2 separate regions of the Sus scrofa genome follow, and region 2 is linked to region 1. The links are chromatin contacts, called in public promoter capture Hi-C maps. All regions are on one chromosome and are shown on one strand. The core of a region is the stretch at or near the end of the contact, and the rest is flanking DNA. Distances in the headings are between cores, read along the strand shown. Region 1 holds the start of LOC100739098. Region 2 holds the start of KBTBD2 (kelch repeat and BTB domain-containing protein 2).

Region 1 (7,208 bases), core at 611-3,110:
TTTCTGAGGAATCTCCATTCTGTTTTCCACAGTGATTGCACCAATTCATCAAACTTCTGTAGAGTAACCACAACACCTGGCATATCACCCTGGATTGATGACCAGGAAACTTCTCAATCTGGTGTCAAAATATGTAAAGAACCCAGATTCAGATTCACATAAACAGGTGGATATAAGTAGTAAAAGAATTTTCACTGCTTTGTAAGCTGGGTAATCATCAAGGAGCCATGTCCAGAATGTAGCCCAGGATGTGGTACTGGGCTAAGCTGTCAGACTACTGAACTGTACCTCCGTTATTTTTCCCTGCCCAGCATCACGGCATCACTCTTTCTTCCCCTTCCTCCTTTTCCTCCTCCATTGTATAGTTGTACAGTGATCACAACCCAATTGTGTAGCATTTCCTCTTTCTCATCTTCTTCTTTCCCATCACCCTCTCTCTTTCTCTCTCTCTCCCTCCCTCCCTCTGTTTGTTTGTTTTGTTTTTTGCCTTTTCTAGGGCTGCACCCGTGGCATATGGAGGTTCCCAGGCCAGGGGTCCAATCGGAGCTGTAGCTGCCAAGCCTATGCCAGAGCCACAGCAACATGGCATCCCAGCCGTGTCTGCAACCTACACCACAGCTCACAGCAACACTGGATCCTCAACCCACTGAGCAAGACCAGGGATCAAACCGCAACCTCATGGTTCCTAGTCGAATTCATTAACCACTGAGCCATGACGGGGACTCCTTCCTCCCTCTGTTAATAGCACCTAAATCTTGCTTGGGGAACAACCCCTCCACCACTATCAGTCTATAGGGCTTGAATAAAGCTGATCCACTCCTGGGATTTAGGGTGGATATGTAACATAGGCTTGAGCAGTCAGTGTACTGTATCTCCTTGACCACAGAGATTGTTTCCATGACAGCTACATGACTCTTGTTAAGCCAATGAGTATAATACATGGAATTCTCATTGGAACTGAGAGAGAAATCTTAAGCCTAGATCACATCAACCAAGCTGGACTAGAATTGTTCCTCCTCTCCTGGGAAGGCTTTGTTACCAGCCAATTTTTTTTTCTTTTTAGGGCAGCACCTGTGGCATGTAGAAGTTCCCAGGATAGGGGTCCAATCAGAGCTGAAGTGGCCAGCCTCCACCATAGCCATAGCAACGCAGGATCCAAGCTGCATCTGGGACCTACACCACAGCTCATGGCAGTGTTGGCTCCTTAACCCACTGATCGAAGCCAGGGATCGAACCCACATCCTCATGGATCCTAGTCGGGTTCATTAACCACTGAGCCACGAAGGGAACTCCCTGTTGCCAGCCAATTTATGATCCAAATTACTTCCAGCTGGAGCTACTAATTTGTTGGCCATCTTTGGCTTCCAGTAGCCATCTTTGCCTCCACAATGGGAGAAAGTACAAAAAATGAAGCAATACAACAGAAAGTGAAACTGAGGGAGAAATTACTGACTATAGCAAATCAGCACTCAGACCCAGCTGCTCCTGAAGTTCCACCCCATGACATTTCACATGTGTAAGCCAATAAATCCTAAATTTTTTTTTCTTAAAACAGTTTGATTTGGATTTTGGCCCATTGTTTTTTTTCCAAAAGAATTTTGACTAATACTTGCTAAAATGGAATTATCAATCCCTGGGTCTTCTTGCTGAGAGATCAAATCACTGTTAGGCAAATTGACTTCTTTAAATTGCTGGTGGATAGAGCTTTCGGGTTGTGGCTCAGTGGTAGCCTTGCTGGGGGTTAAGGATCCCGCATTTCGGTGACCTGTGGTGTAGATCGAAGACTCTGCTCACATCTGGCGTTGCTGTGGCTGTAAGTCAGCTGCTACAGCTCAGATTTGACCCCTAACCTGGGAACTTCCATATGCCCCTGGTGTGGGCCTAAATATACCCCCCAAAAAAATTGCTGGTGAGAGAAATCCAACGAATTGGTTTCTGCACATAAGTATATCCCAAAGTTTTCAGATAATTTGCTTGCATGGTATCAGGTTGCCGGTCGTGACTAGAGAATGTTTTTTCTTTTATCTTTTCCTTCTTCCATCTTCTTTCTTCTTTTCTTGTACTTTAAGTGCCTAACTTGGCCGGCAACAAAGCCTCCCCAAAAGGGGAGGAACAATTCTAGTCCAGCTTGGTTGATATGATCCACTTGAGAGTCACCTCTGGCATGCATTTTGGAAGTCATCTAACCAGGGGTCGGGTGTGATCAGACAGTGAGGTCTGATCTGACAACCCGTTTTTTATTGAGTCTCAGGGCCTCTTCGCGTGATCTATCCCCAAGAGTTAGTTTGGGCTTCCTTGCAGCATGGTGGCCTCAAAGCAACTGCACGGCTTTCCATCCCTGAAGCTTCGGAGGAGATATTTCAAGAGAACAAAGTGGAAGCTCAGGCTCCCACTGCAGCATACTCAGCGCCGAGCTCCCGGCCGCCGCCAGAGGGCGCGCTCCTGCCTCCGGCACCGGCCAACCCCGCGGCAGGGTTCCGGCGCTCCGAACGCCGACGTGCGGCTGCGCCGCAGGGAGGCAGCCGGGCCGGAGGCGAGGGGCGGGAGGCCTCGGCGGGGACACCCGGCCGTGCCTGGCGGGCCGCGGAGCCGCGGCGGGAGGGGGCGCTGCGGCGCCAGGCGCGCGAGGGGCGGAGGAAGTGCCGTCTTCGCTGACCAGCGCGGGGCCGCCTCCGCCTCTGCGCCGCGCGGGGCCGCGATGTCGTCCCGGCCCGGGCGCGACGACGCCGGGAACAGGGGCGCGCGGCGGCCGCGGGAGCCCCAGGAGCAGGAGCTGCAGCGGCGCCGAGAGCAGAAGCGGCGGCGGCAGGACGCGCAGCAGCTGCAGCAGCTCAAGCACCTGGAGTCCTTGTGAGTCCCCGTTCGTCACGCCCGCGCCCGACTTCTGCGAGGAAAGGGGTTGGGGCCTGAGGGTCGCGAGGCGCTCGGAGACCCAGGAGTGGGCATATGGGCCCGTCGGACCCCAGCGAGCCGGATGCTGGTTAAGGCCCGGGCGGCGGGACCCTCGACGTCCAGCGGCCCCTCCACGGGGGAAGGAGGAGGAGACTCCACCCCGAGGCCGGCCCCTGGCTCGCGGCGGCGGCGGCAGGCGGGCGTTTCCCCGGCAGGAGGCGACGGTTTTATTCCTGGTGCGGCGAGGTCGGTGTGGTCGGGAGCGCTGGTAGGCGCTGGGGCCGGATTGGGGACGGACCGCCGAGAAGTGGGGCTGAGCGCTTTGCTGCTCCCCTGTTTCTCAGTTCCAGGGGCTCGCAGTGAATTGGAGAAAATCCTCGTTCTTTTCATCTTTTGCTGTACGTAAGGGAGGAGAGGAGTTCCTGCTGTGGCGCAGCGGGTTAACGACCAGCCTTCCCTCGGTGGAGGCGCGGGCTGGATCCCTGGCCTGGCGCAGTGGGTTACGGATCTGGCCTGGCTGCAGCTGCGGCGTAAGGCGCAGCTCCGGCTCAAGATTTGATCCCTGGCCTGGGAACGTCCCTGTGCTCCCGGGGTGCGGCTGAGAAACAAAAAAAATCAATAGTAATACAGAAGAGAGCCCGATCCCATAACATTAGTGAAGTGAGGAGGAAGAATAAGCAGTGGGTGAGGGCTTGGTCCCTAAATATTCTGGAGGAGCTGTCAGGTGGAAGAGCACGGATAGGTTCTCTCAGGTCTTCAGGATTTTTTGTTGTTGTTGTTGTTACAGGAATTGAGGGTGGGAGCTACAGAGAGGCCAGTTCTGGCTCAAGAAGAAGAATTAGGACCAGGTCATGTATTCTTGCTGGTCAGCGTGGCCTGACTTAGGAGGCTGATCATATATTCTTGCTGGTTAGCGTGGCTGCTTGGGCTGGAGGAGAATCCAGATAATCACTGAGAGGAGGGTGGCTTGTAAAGGAGATTTAACATCAGCTGGAAGCTTGGATTAATGGACCCTTTCACTCTCCTGTGATTCTGTCATTCCATAATTAGCTTTAGAGGAGTTCCCATCGTGGCTCAGTGGTTAACGAATCCGGCTAGGAACCATGAGGTTGTGGGTTTGATCCCAGGCCTCGATCAGCGGGTTAAGGATCCGTAGTTGCCATGAGCAGTGGTGTAGGTCCCAGACGCGGCTGGGATCTGGCGTTGCTGTGGCTCTGGCAAAGGCTGGCAGCTGCAGCTCCAATTAGACCCCTAGCCTGGGAACCTCCATATGTCGTGGGTGCGGCCCTATAAAATACAAAAAGATTAAAAAAAAAAAAAACCAAACATAATTAGCTTTAGAAATCTAAGTTTGGTGTACACTAAGTATTTGATTTATTTCTGTTGCAGGCACATCTCCTACCTTCTCTTGGTTGCTGAGACAATCATGTAAGAAAAGGTTCTCAAAGGGTTAATCTGTCTCATTAACCTCTTGTGAGTTTGACAAAGAGCATTGATTCCTTGGAGCCTGGCCTGCTTCTTTCCTTGTGGCTCTTGAGCTGAATTTCACCTCCTAGGTAGTGGTTGTGGATACAGGTGCTGCATTGCTGGCTTCCACAGTCCCTTCAAGGCATCCTGGGCTCAGGCAGGGCTTAGCCCAGATCAGCCCTCAGTATCTTTAACTATAGGATGCCAGATGGTGGTTAATCTTATTTATTTAATTCTTTTTTGCTTTTTAGGGTCACACCCAGGGCATATGGACCCACACCCAGGCTAGGGGTCGAATCCGGGCTACAGCTGCTGGCCTACGTCACAGCCATAGCAAAACCAGATCCAAGCCACGTCTGCAACCCACACCACAGCTCAGGGCAACTCCTTAACCCACTGAGGGAGGCCAGGGGCTGAACCCACAACCTCACAACCTCACGGTTCCTAGTCGGATTCGTTTCCGTTACACCACAATGGGAACTCCTAATCCTATATACTTATTTTGTAGCTCGAAGAACTTTCTTACAGACCAGAAGAAGAAGATAACATTTTGTAGCTAAGAAAATGGAAGCTCAGTGGTTAACCCCGGATCTGTTACCCAGCCAAACTAGAGCCAAATTCAGGTGTCTGATTCTTAGACCAGTGGGATTTTTCCAGTTTCATAGGTTTAAAAATGGCTAGGCCATAGGCTTGTTTGCTTTTTTTAGTCCAGAGGGTTGGATTTTTTTTAATAATTTTTAATTAAGTTTAATTCATACCAGAGTAATATTTGTATATAATTTAAAAACTCAAGTAGTACTAAAAATGCTACAGAAATTAGAGGTGGTCTGCCCAGCCCCTCACTCCCTCCCATAATTCTCTGCACAACCCTTGACCCTCTTCCCTCCTAACAAGGTCAAGTATTCCTTTGTGTTTGCTTATTGGATGTAATTGCACATCTCTAAATTATATGTTTATACTGCTTTCCTTGATTCAACAATTTCAGACATTATCTGTTAACTTCTCGTCGTGGTAAAGATTTCTCTTACCTGCCTTTCTTGTTTCCGACCTTCCAGTATAGTTCCGTTATAATAACTTCCTAATCAACGTCAGTATTGACGTTGTTATAACTACACAGTGTTGTTTACTTTTGAGCCAAACACTGTTTTATGATATTTTTTGCATTTGAGTACAACTGTTATCTTTTGAGTAGATAACGAGACGCTCAGTTTTTCACTTGCTTCGTTTTCTATTATCCACTGCTATTTTTTCCCCAAAAACCTCCACAATTGAAAGTACTTTCCTACATGTTTACATGTCAGCTAATTAACCACTTTATTTTCATTTAGAATCTTCCATCTGTTATCCTCCCATAATCACTCATTGCTTTCTAAACCTGGGACTTCCTTCATCAGTCTCCTGTCTTGAATCCCATTTCAGGATCGCATCTGTTCCTCTTTCTGCCTTTACTCCCATGTTTTGCTGAGGCACATTCTATGTAACTTCTATGAAAGAGTGCTTTGGAAGTAAATTTTTTGACACCTTGCATATCTGAAAATGTCTTTATTCTGTCCTCAATAGATAATTTGGTGAGGTATAGAAATATAGGTCACAAATTATTTTCGCTCAATTGTGATGGTGGCATACCTAGTTTCCAAAATTGCCAAGCAATCTGCTGTCACTCTTGATTCCCATTCTTTTACAAGTTACCTGATCAGCTTTACCCTGCTTTAAACCTGCAGAAACTTTAAGGAAAGTTTCAATAGAGTCTTTTTGAAATGAGTGTATTAAATAAGTTTGGATTTTAATTTCTTTTCCTCCACTTTTTTTCTTTCTGTTGGATTTCTGTTGATCCTGTGATTACCTTTTCTTGCTAATTGTCTATCCCTTTGACTTTTCAATCAACTTTGTAGAAGACTTATCTTCCATTTCTTCTGCTGCACATATTTTAAAAATTCTGTTACCGTATTTCTCATTTCAAGAGCTTTTTCCCACTCTGAGAATTCTTTTTCCATAGTGTCCTTTCTTGTTTCTTAGAGGATACTTGTTTTTTGTTTTGATTTGTTTTTTTCCACTCCCTCCATTGTCTCTGTATTTGCCTTTTCTTTTTATCTGTCTTCCATTTAGAGTTTTCCTCCCCTAATGTCTGGATATCTGGGTCTCTACTCATATTTAAGAGTGAGGCAGTGTAACACCCTTTGACATAGATCTGTGTAGGAGAGAGAGAGAGAGAGAGGGAGGAGGTGCCTATTATTGACCAGAGAGCTTCGCTGTAGGGAGGTCAGGTTGTGGGATGCCTTTTTTCTATTGGGAGACTCTCAAATTTCCAGTAGGTGGAATTTTTTTTTTTTTTTTTTTTTTTTTTTTTTAGGACTCCTTAGTTTCTCTAGAGAAGAACTTTCAGTCAAGGGATCTCTGCCTGGGTGCTAGCATTCTGAGTGGGCTGGGAGGGAGAGGGCTGAGTGTGCCAAGTTCAAACAGAGAATTTCACTCAATGTTTATTTATTTTTATTTTTAATTTTTTGGCCACCCCTTTGGCATATGGAGTTTCTAGGCCAGGGATCAGATCTAGCTGTACTTGCGACCTGCCCCACAGCTGCAGCAGCACCAGATGCTTTAACCCATTGTGCTGGACAGGGATCGAATATGTGTCCCAAGGGAACAGAGACGCTGCTGATCCCCTTGTGCCACAGGGAACTTTTCAACTCTTGTTTTCAACCTGCGCTCATTATCATCCTCAGTTTTGCTCAGAGGGAACTAAATCTGCAGTCTCCTTCAAGGATTGGGCAGGCAGGTTCCTGGCTCTAGGGAAGGAGGAGAAAACTGGTGGCTTCAGCCCCTCCAGGTCCACACTCCCCAGCCCTAACTTC
Region 2 (7,056 bases), core at 1,292-3,791, 66 kb after region 1:
TTGTTCTACCACAGCAGCTGCAAGGAGTCAGCCTTCTCTGACCACAGCAGCCCCTGTTTCCTGATTGTTCCAATCCCTCTGAGGCTTTATTTAAGGGATGGCAACTTTGAGAAAGGAAGGAATGGCAAACAAGTACAAATAATTGAGGATAAACTGTTCTTTCTCTGTTACGTAAAAACATCAAAAAAAAAAAAAAAAAAGTCTTCTTTGAAACTTTAGAAACTTCAGCCTGACAGTCCTCAGTGTTTTAAATGTTAAAAAGGGATGCTTTCAGCATTAGCTAGCAGACTGCTATTTGACCCAATATCCATTCTGCATGCTTTACTTCTTTACCACCTTTCCTTAGAGCTTGGAAAAATTCCTTTCAGCTTTAGTTTGTCAAATTACAGTCCTAGAAAATGAGATATGTGAAAGTCTGGTGAGCTGAGGGTATGGGGTATTATCCTGGAAAAGCTTTCACTTTCCTGGGGAGGGGGGAAAAAAAAGTGGCTGAAGCCACTCCTTTTCCTATCTTCCTGCCTCGAACAACAGTGTAAAGGCTGAAATTGCTGCAACCATCTTGCAACCATGAGAGGAATGTCAAGAAACACAGAAATTGTGGCTCTGCTGTTCTTGAGTTGTTGAACCAAGGATAACTAACCGCTGCAGAGAGATGACCAAAGAGACCACTGCAATAGAATCTTTTTTATTTGCAGCCAAATGTATTCCTAACTGGACAACTAGTAAAATGACAACTTTTAGTACTCTCTTTCATCCTTAAATTAGCTACTCTCTGTATAGTTACTGATACTACTATCTAATTACCCTAACTGGAAAACTGAGTCGTCCTTCACTTCTATTTTCCCTCATTCTCTTAATCAAGTATTGTTTATTATATGTAGCTAGTTTCAAATCCATCTCTGCTTCACTATCCCTACTGCCACTACATTAGTTTGGACTCCTGCTCTATCTGTCTGGACTATTTGTTACAGCTTCCTAAAAGTATCCCCACACTCAGTCCAGTATCTACCGCACTTCACAGTCATTTTTCTAAAATCTTATCAAAATCCTAAATAGCTCTCGTCTCTACAGAACAAAACACACTCTTACTATATTATTTGTTTCTGCCTTCTTTGTTTAGGCTTTGCATCTCCAGGATCCACTCTGGCACAGAGTAGGTGCTCAAGTGTTTGTTAAATGGATGACTGAATCTCTTGTATGGCTTCTTTGTTGTTAAATATCAAAAGACTTAAACATTTAATCAGACGAAGCAGAGTAAAAGCATACTGGACACTCAATAAAGATTTGTTAAATTGAGCTGGTTTCTAGACTCTACTGCAAAATCCTTATCAGTAGTCCCAGATACACACATTTTGGTGTGTATTCAGTTGATTTAGTCTAGCTTAAAGAATCTCTTCAGTAACACATATGCACTTCGTTTATAATTAGTCATGTACATTCACCAGATTGGGCTTGTGCCAAGAGTGGAAGTTAGGAGGGAGGATGAAGCCTATGCGGCCATTTCTGACAACTTTGATCCACGAATAACTTCTATCAAAAGAGAGAGTAAATCTACAACTTTCTGCCTGCTAGCAGTACCAAGTGGAGACCACAGCGTTCGGCTACTGCAAAGATCTCACATGTGAAGCTGAAGGCTCGGGTTTGGAGAGCAGGTAGCCGCTGCATTGCAGCACAAACTCTCTGGCGTTCAGAGCCTCCCCTCCGCAGGCCAACGGTTCCCTCCCCAGGGCTGCAGGCCCTTTGGGGTGTTGTTTTGCTTTTCCTTGGCCTTGAAACCAGGACGTGAAGCCTCTCTTGCTTCGATCAGGAAAACGGAACATGCTCTGCAAAGTGGAGGGCCTGTTTTGGAGATTAGGGGCTTAGGAGACAAAGCCTACTTAGCCAGCCGCCCAATTTCTCTTTCTTTCATGGTCTGATGTTTTTCAGTGCTCCTCATTCTCACTCTCTCACCCAGCCTGCAAATTTCTATATTTCAAGGGGGAAAAACAGGCATAAAGCTGTCTGTAGTTCCTAGCACTCAATTTATCGGGCCTCTCTTCGCCAGCGTAGCACCCCAGAACCCTCCACCGCCCGAACCCCCGCCCCCCTTGCGCCCCAGGCCGGCGGGTCTCACGGGCGACCCCTCGGCCGCGCACGCGCTCTCCGCGGGCTCTCCGCTGACCTTCCCCGGGAAACCCCTTCAAAAGCATTTCCCCGTCATTTCGCGCCTCCCCCGCCCTTCCTGCTCTTTCCGCTTCCTTCTCGCGCCTGCGCGGACCCAATTGTTTTGGCTTTCCGGTGGGATTCAGCAAAGGAAAAGGGCGGGGCGGCGTTGGGGGGGCGGGGGGCGTCTCCAGAACCCGGGAAACTGCAAAACTGACGTTTGTGCTGCTAGGCGCGCGCGGGCGGCGGAAAAGGAGACTTGGCAAAGGCTGGCCCACAGTCCGCTGTCCGCGCGTTCCCGGGCCTCGGAAGGGGCCCGCCAAGGGGAGCGAGAGCGCGCCGCAGGGGCGGGGCAGGAGCGGCGAGCCGGGCGTCTCGCGGCCCCGGGGCTGACGAGGCGGTGCGGGCGGCGCGGCTCCCGGGGGAGGAGTTTGGCGGTGGTCGGGCCCTGGGGAGCGTGCGGCGGCGCCTAGAGAGGACGCTGCTTTCCGCTCGGGACGGACCTGCCGAGGGAGGGCGCGAGGGAAACCGGAAGGAAGAGAAGGCGGCGGCGCCAGCCTTCCTAGGCGGGAGGCGAGACCCCGGCCCTGGACGCCGCGGGAGGGCCACGCCCCCGCCGCCGCGCCCCAGGGGCCCAGTGTCTTCGGGGCCGCCAGCCGCACCGGATCCTAACCCTCGGGACAGAGGGACTCGGGTGAGCAGGCGTCGTCAGTGCTGGGCCGGGGGGGGGGGAGCCGGGGACGACCTGTGGAGGAACTGGGGGAGGAGGGCCGCGGCGGGAGGGGGCTCGGCTCTTTGTGGCTCGCCGGGCGGGGGGCGGCGGCGGCGGCGGCATCTTTCAAACCCGAGACGCTTCCGCCACGGGCGGGGGAGGGGCGCGGGCGGTCGGCGCCTTGCTCCCCACCCCGCGGCGGCCCCTCTGCGGCCCGGCGTCCGGCCGGTGCGCCGCTCGCGGGGGCGTTTCCGGCCGCGGGTCTCCCGGGCGGCGCCCTGGCCCCGGCTGGCGCCCGCGCTGGCCCAAATCAAGCTGTTTCCCTTAACGACTCGCGACATCTTCGCGAGACGGTGGGCAGAAGGAGGGCAAGCCCTTCGCTCGCATGTTTTTCTTTCCCGGTACATCTGAAGTAGCCAGGAGATGTTTAGATTAACAGAGGTCCCATTGTGATCTGCTCGTGATTTTTAAAAGACGGCAGAATCTGCCCTTTGAAACGGAAAATTGTGTGCGTGTTTACTTTAGACTGTGAAATCCCTAACTTATTTGAACTCGACCACCCTGTCTCCCTATGAATTGAGAAACCTTGGAGTAGAAGAGTATCCGTTAGTTTGATGTAGTTATTTCGAGTTAACAGGTTTGGTTTTGTTTTTTTTTTTTCCCCTGGTTTATTAACCTACTCTCTCTCTTGGGTACCTCAAAGGGAAAGGAATGTACAGTCTGCAGATTTCTAGAATTGTCCGATGCCACGATGGCCCCCACAAGTGAAACTAGAAAAACAGTTTAAAGTGGAAAATTAACTCTGAAAGTGTATGTGTGTGTGAAGTATCTGTCTACCATATCAGCCTTAGAAAAACGTAGGGTACGGTACAGCTCTGGTCACGTGTTGTTGATACATGAATCTGTACGTCTGGCTCCCTGAGCGTTCTGGCATTCGCAGACAACCTATCGGCAGTGTGGCCTGGTTAAAATTATATTTCCTTTTGAAGCAATTAATTAACAGTGCGTTTTTTTGTTTTTGTTTTTTTTTTCCTTCTTCCTTCTCTCCGTGTTGTGAATTTTTGCCTGTGTTTTAGTGGTATGGACTTCAGCTATCGCAACTGTGTGTGACTTATTTTGGTTAAGCTTTGGTAACGGCTTTCTTCCTAACCTTTTTTTCAGAAGGGCTGTTTGTGACGGAAAGAAAATCGAAAAAGTCAAACCAGTCAGTTGTTTGCTAGTCTTGATGATGTGAAATTTTGCTGATGTTCAGCTTAGTTCACTTTAATCTTTTGTTGGTCTAGTGCTCATTGAAGCCCCTTTAGTTTGGGCCCTGAAATTCTCCAGAGGTGGTTGTCCTCAGTAAACACTGCAGGACAATGGCACTTCGGTTGAGCATGCTTTATAGTTTATGCTTTTCCACATAGTGCTATTTTCTCTACAGCCAGTTTTGTAGGATGCTATCAGTTTTCTCTTTTTTGCTCTGGCAATAAGCATTACCATAAATGCGGTTAACTTTGGTTATTCACACGGCCTTTAAGGAGATGGGTGAGAATAATTCATTAAATGCAAACATTGTAAATAGGTTTAACGTGGATGGTAAATCCATGGAAGCTTGAATGCAGTCTTAAAAGCCAAAAGGTATTCTCAAAGATTTTACTTATTTATTTAGAAAATAATTGTTTTTCTCCTTGCCCACATTCCTACAACCAGGAAAAAGGATTGGTTTTGCTGTCATAAAAAATATGAATGAAAACGTCAAAATCCTTCATTATATGTTAGTATTATCATTTTCAATTTTGTGGAGTTTGAATAGAGCAGATGATATTTAAATAACTCAGTACTATAAGTAACTAATTCAAGTAACTTTTTAAATATATGAAGATTACTCCTGGTTCTCTTGCCAAGAATTGTCAGTATCTGGATTCCTCTGTGTGAGAAGAAGGGATTATTGTAGGAGATTTGGAGAAAATATAACCATTTAATGAAACAAGCTTTTTTAAATTCTCTTTTTTTCCTCAGCTCCACACCCATACCTCTAACAAGTGGTGATATGTAGTGAGTTCCATCATAGGCAACAGATTCTAAGTATTCCTCAGTTTACCTTTTTTTTTTTTTTTTTTTGTCTTTTGTCTTTTTTTTTGTTGTTGTTGTTGTTGCTATTTCTTGGGCCGCTCCCTCGGCATATGGAGGTTCCCAGGCGAGGGGTCGAATCGGAGCTGTAGCCACTGTAGCCACCGGCCTACGCCAGAGCCACAGCAACTCGGGATCCGAGCCGCGTCTGCAACCTACACCACAGCTCACGGCAACGCCAGATCGTTAACCCACTGAGCAAGGGCAGGGACCGAACCCGCAACCTCATGGTTCCTAGTCGGATTCGTTAACCACTGCACCACGACGGGAACTCCTACTTTTTTTTTTTTTTTTTTAAAGAAATTTCCGTTGTCAATCATTGTTAAGTGGCTAAGCTCTTAATGACCTCATGAGTATGTTTAATATCTGTGAAATATTTTCTTCTGCAGTGGTATTTTAAAAAAATCATTGATTTGGTGGTAAAGAAAATCCCATTGGAAAACTTTTGCTTCAGTCTGTATTTCTCCAGCTTTCTTAAGTCTGTTCAGAGCTGAGAGGAAAAAAGAAAAGTGATATCCAAAATAAAAGGACATACTACTCTCATGTAATTATTCTGTCACAGATGGTGTCTCCTTTATGGTCTTGTTTAATTTTTTAAAAGTGAGATAACTTATTAATCATAATGTACTACAGATGACCTGAATTTACTTAGGGTACTGAGCATAATTAACTTGATGGAACCGTGTTGTCTTTTCAGTATGATTGGAAAGGAGAGCACAGGGGAATAGACCTAAGCCCTGAATTTGATTAGAGGAAGCTAAACTGAAGTTTATCAAACTTGATACATTCTTCAAAAGGCAAGATATTTGCTTTTTCATTGATGTTTGTCACAACTCCAAAAAATTCTATTTGTGTAGTGGTTGACAATCAATCTAAAGATTAAGTGGTCTTCCAAACATTCTCAACTGTCAAAGGTTGTTTTGATAACTTGAAAGCTAACTATTTCTGGCACCAGTATTTTGTCCTCCATAAGGAGAAACCTGTCTTCTCATTGAAATGAAGAAAGGCTTGTTTTATGACTGGTGCCTTCCTGGCTATCATTTAGTTTTTCTGTACAGACATCAGTCTTCTCACGATTGGTCTCTGTTGAACTAGTTTGGTTCATGATTTGTACCATCAAAATCCTCCCTAAAATCTTTGAATAAATTTTTTTTTAATCTAAAATACCACTTAGCCACTCACCTAGGGTGAAAAGAGAACTGTTTTTCAGTGCTGAAACCTTGTAATTGGGACCCTTAGACCTATATAGGTGTGACGATTCAAAAAGTTCAGAAAGTGTTGCAAAAAGCTTGACCGGTGAGTGGGGTGAAAAAAAATTGCAAATATTTATGTAGTGCTATGTGTCAGTTACTGTTCCAAGTTCTTCATAGAACTCATTTAGTCCTAGAGTTCCCTGGTGGCTCAGCAGGTTAAGGAGCTGGCATTGTTACTGCTATAGTTTGGGTTCAATCCCTAGCCCGGGAATTTCCTTATGCCATGGGTGCAGCTAAAAAACAGCAACCACAAATCTTATTTAATCCTAATCTATTGAGAAGAGTTGTATTTTTTGTCCCCCATTTCACAGATAAGCATCCTACAACACAGAAAGTAAATAACTTATGAAAAAAAAAATCACTAAGTTGCAAAATTGGGCATTCGACCCAAGTAATTTGGCTCCACAGTTCATGCTCTTAATTTTTTGGCAATACTTGACATTCAAAATGCCTTGAGGAGTTCCCGTCGTGGCGCAGTGGTTAACGAATCCGGCTAGGAACCATGAGGTTGCGGGTTCGGTCCCTGCCCTTGCTCAGTGGGTTAATGATCCGGCGTTGCCGTGAGCTGTGGTGTAGGTTGCAGACGCGGCTCGGATCCCGCGTTGCTGTGGCTCTGGTGTAGGCCGGTGGCTACAGCTCTGATTCGACCCCTCGCCTGGGAACCTCCATATGCCGAGGGAGCGGCCCAAGAAATAGCAACAACAACAACAACAGCAACAAAAAAAAAGAACAAAATGCCTTGAATTCATTCCAACAAAAGTTGTCTATCTTCTGTATTGACATTTTTAGCACTGGAAGATGCAGCATCACCTCAGTTACTAAGGTATAACTTGTGGA

The links. Promoter capture Hi-C pulls out the DNA fragments that hold promoters and counts their contacts.
Region 2: a promoter capture Hi-C map of liver shows a contact between it and region 1, with 3 times the contacts expected there. The contact joins the promoter of KBTBD2 here to the promoter of LOC100739098 in region 1. A contact is called at or near these places in 2 of 5 promoter capture datasets (fetal liver and liver), 17 of 47 Hi-C or Micro-C datasets (alveolar macrophages, blood, brain and 10 more) and 2 of 2 datasets of contacts at active chromatin or transcription factors (alveolar macrophages and skeletal muscle).

What each region holds. Positions count from the first base shown.
Region 1 is chr18:40,536,363-40,543,570 of Sscrofa11.1, forward strand. LOC100739098 reads left to right here and starts at 1,861. Exons shown (of 6, transcript XM_021078694.1): 1 at 1,861-2,850; 2 at 4,282-4,320. The coding sequence starts at 2,303.
Region 2 is chr18:40,601,917-40,608,972 of Sscrofa11.1, forward strand. KBTBD2 (kelch repeat and BTB domain-containing protein 2) reads left to right here and starts at 2,542. Exons shown (of 4, transcript XM_021079001.1): 1 at 2,542-2,836.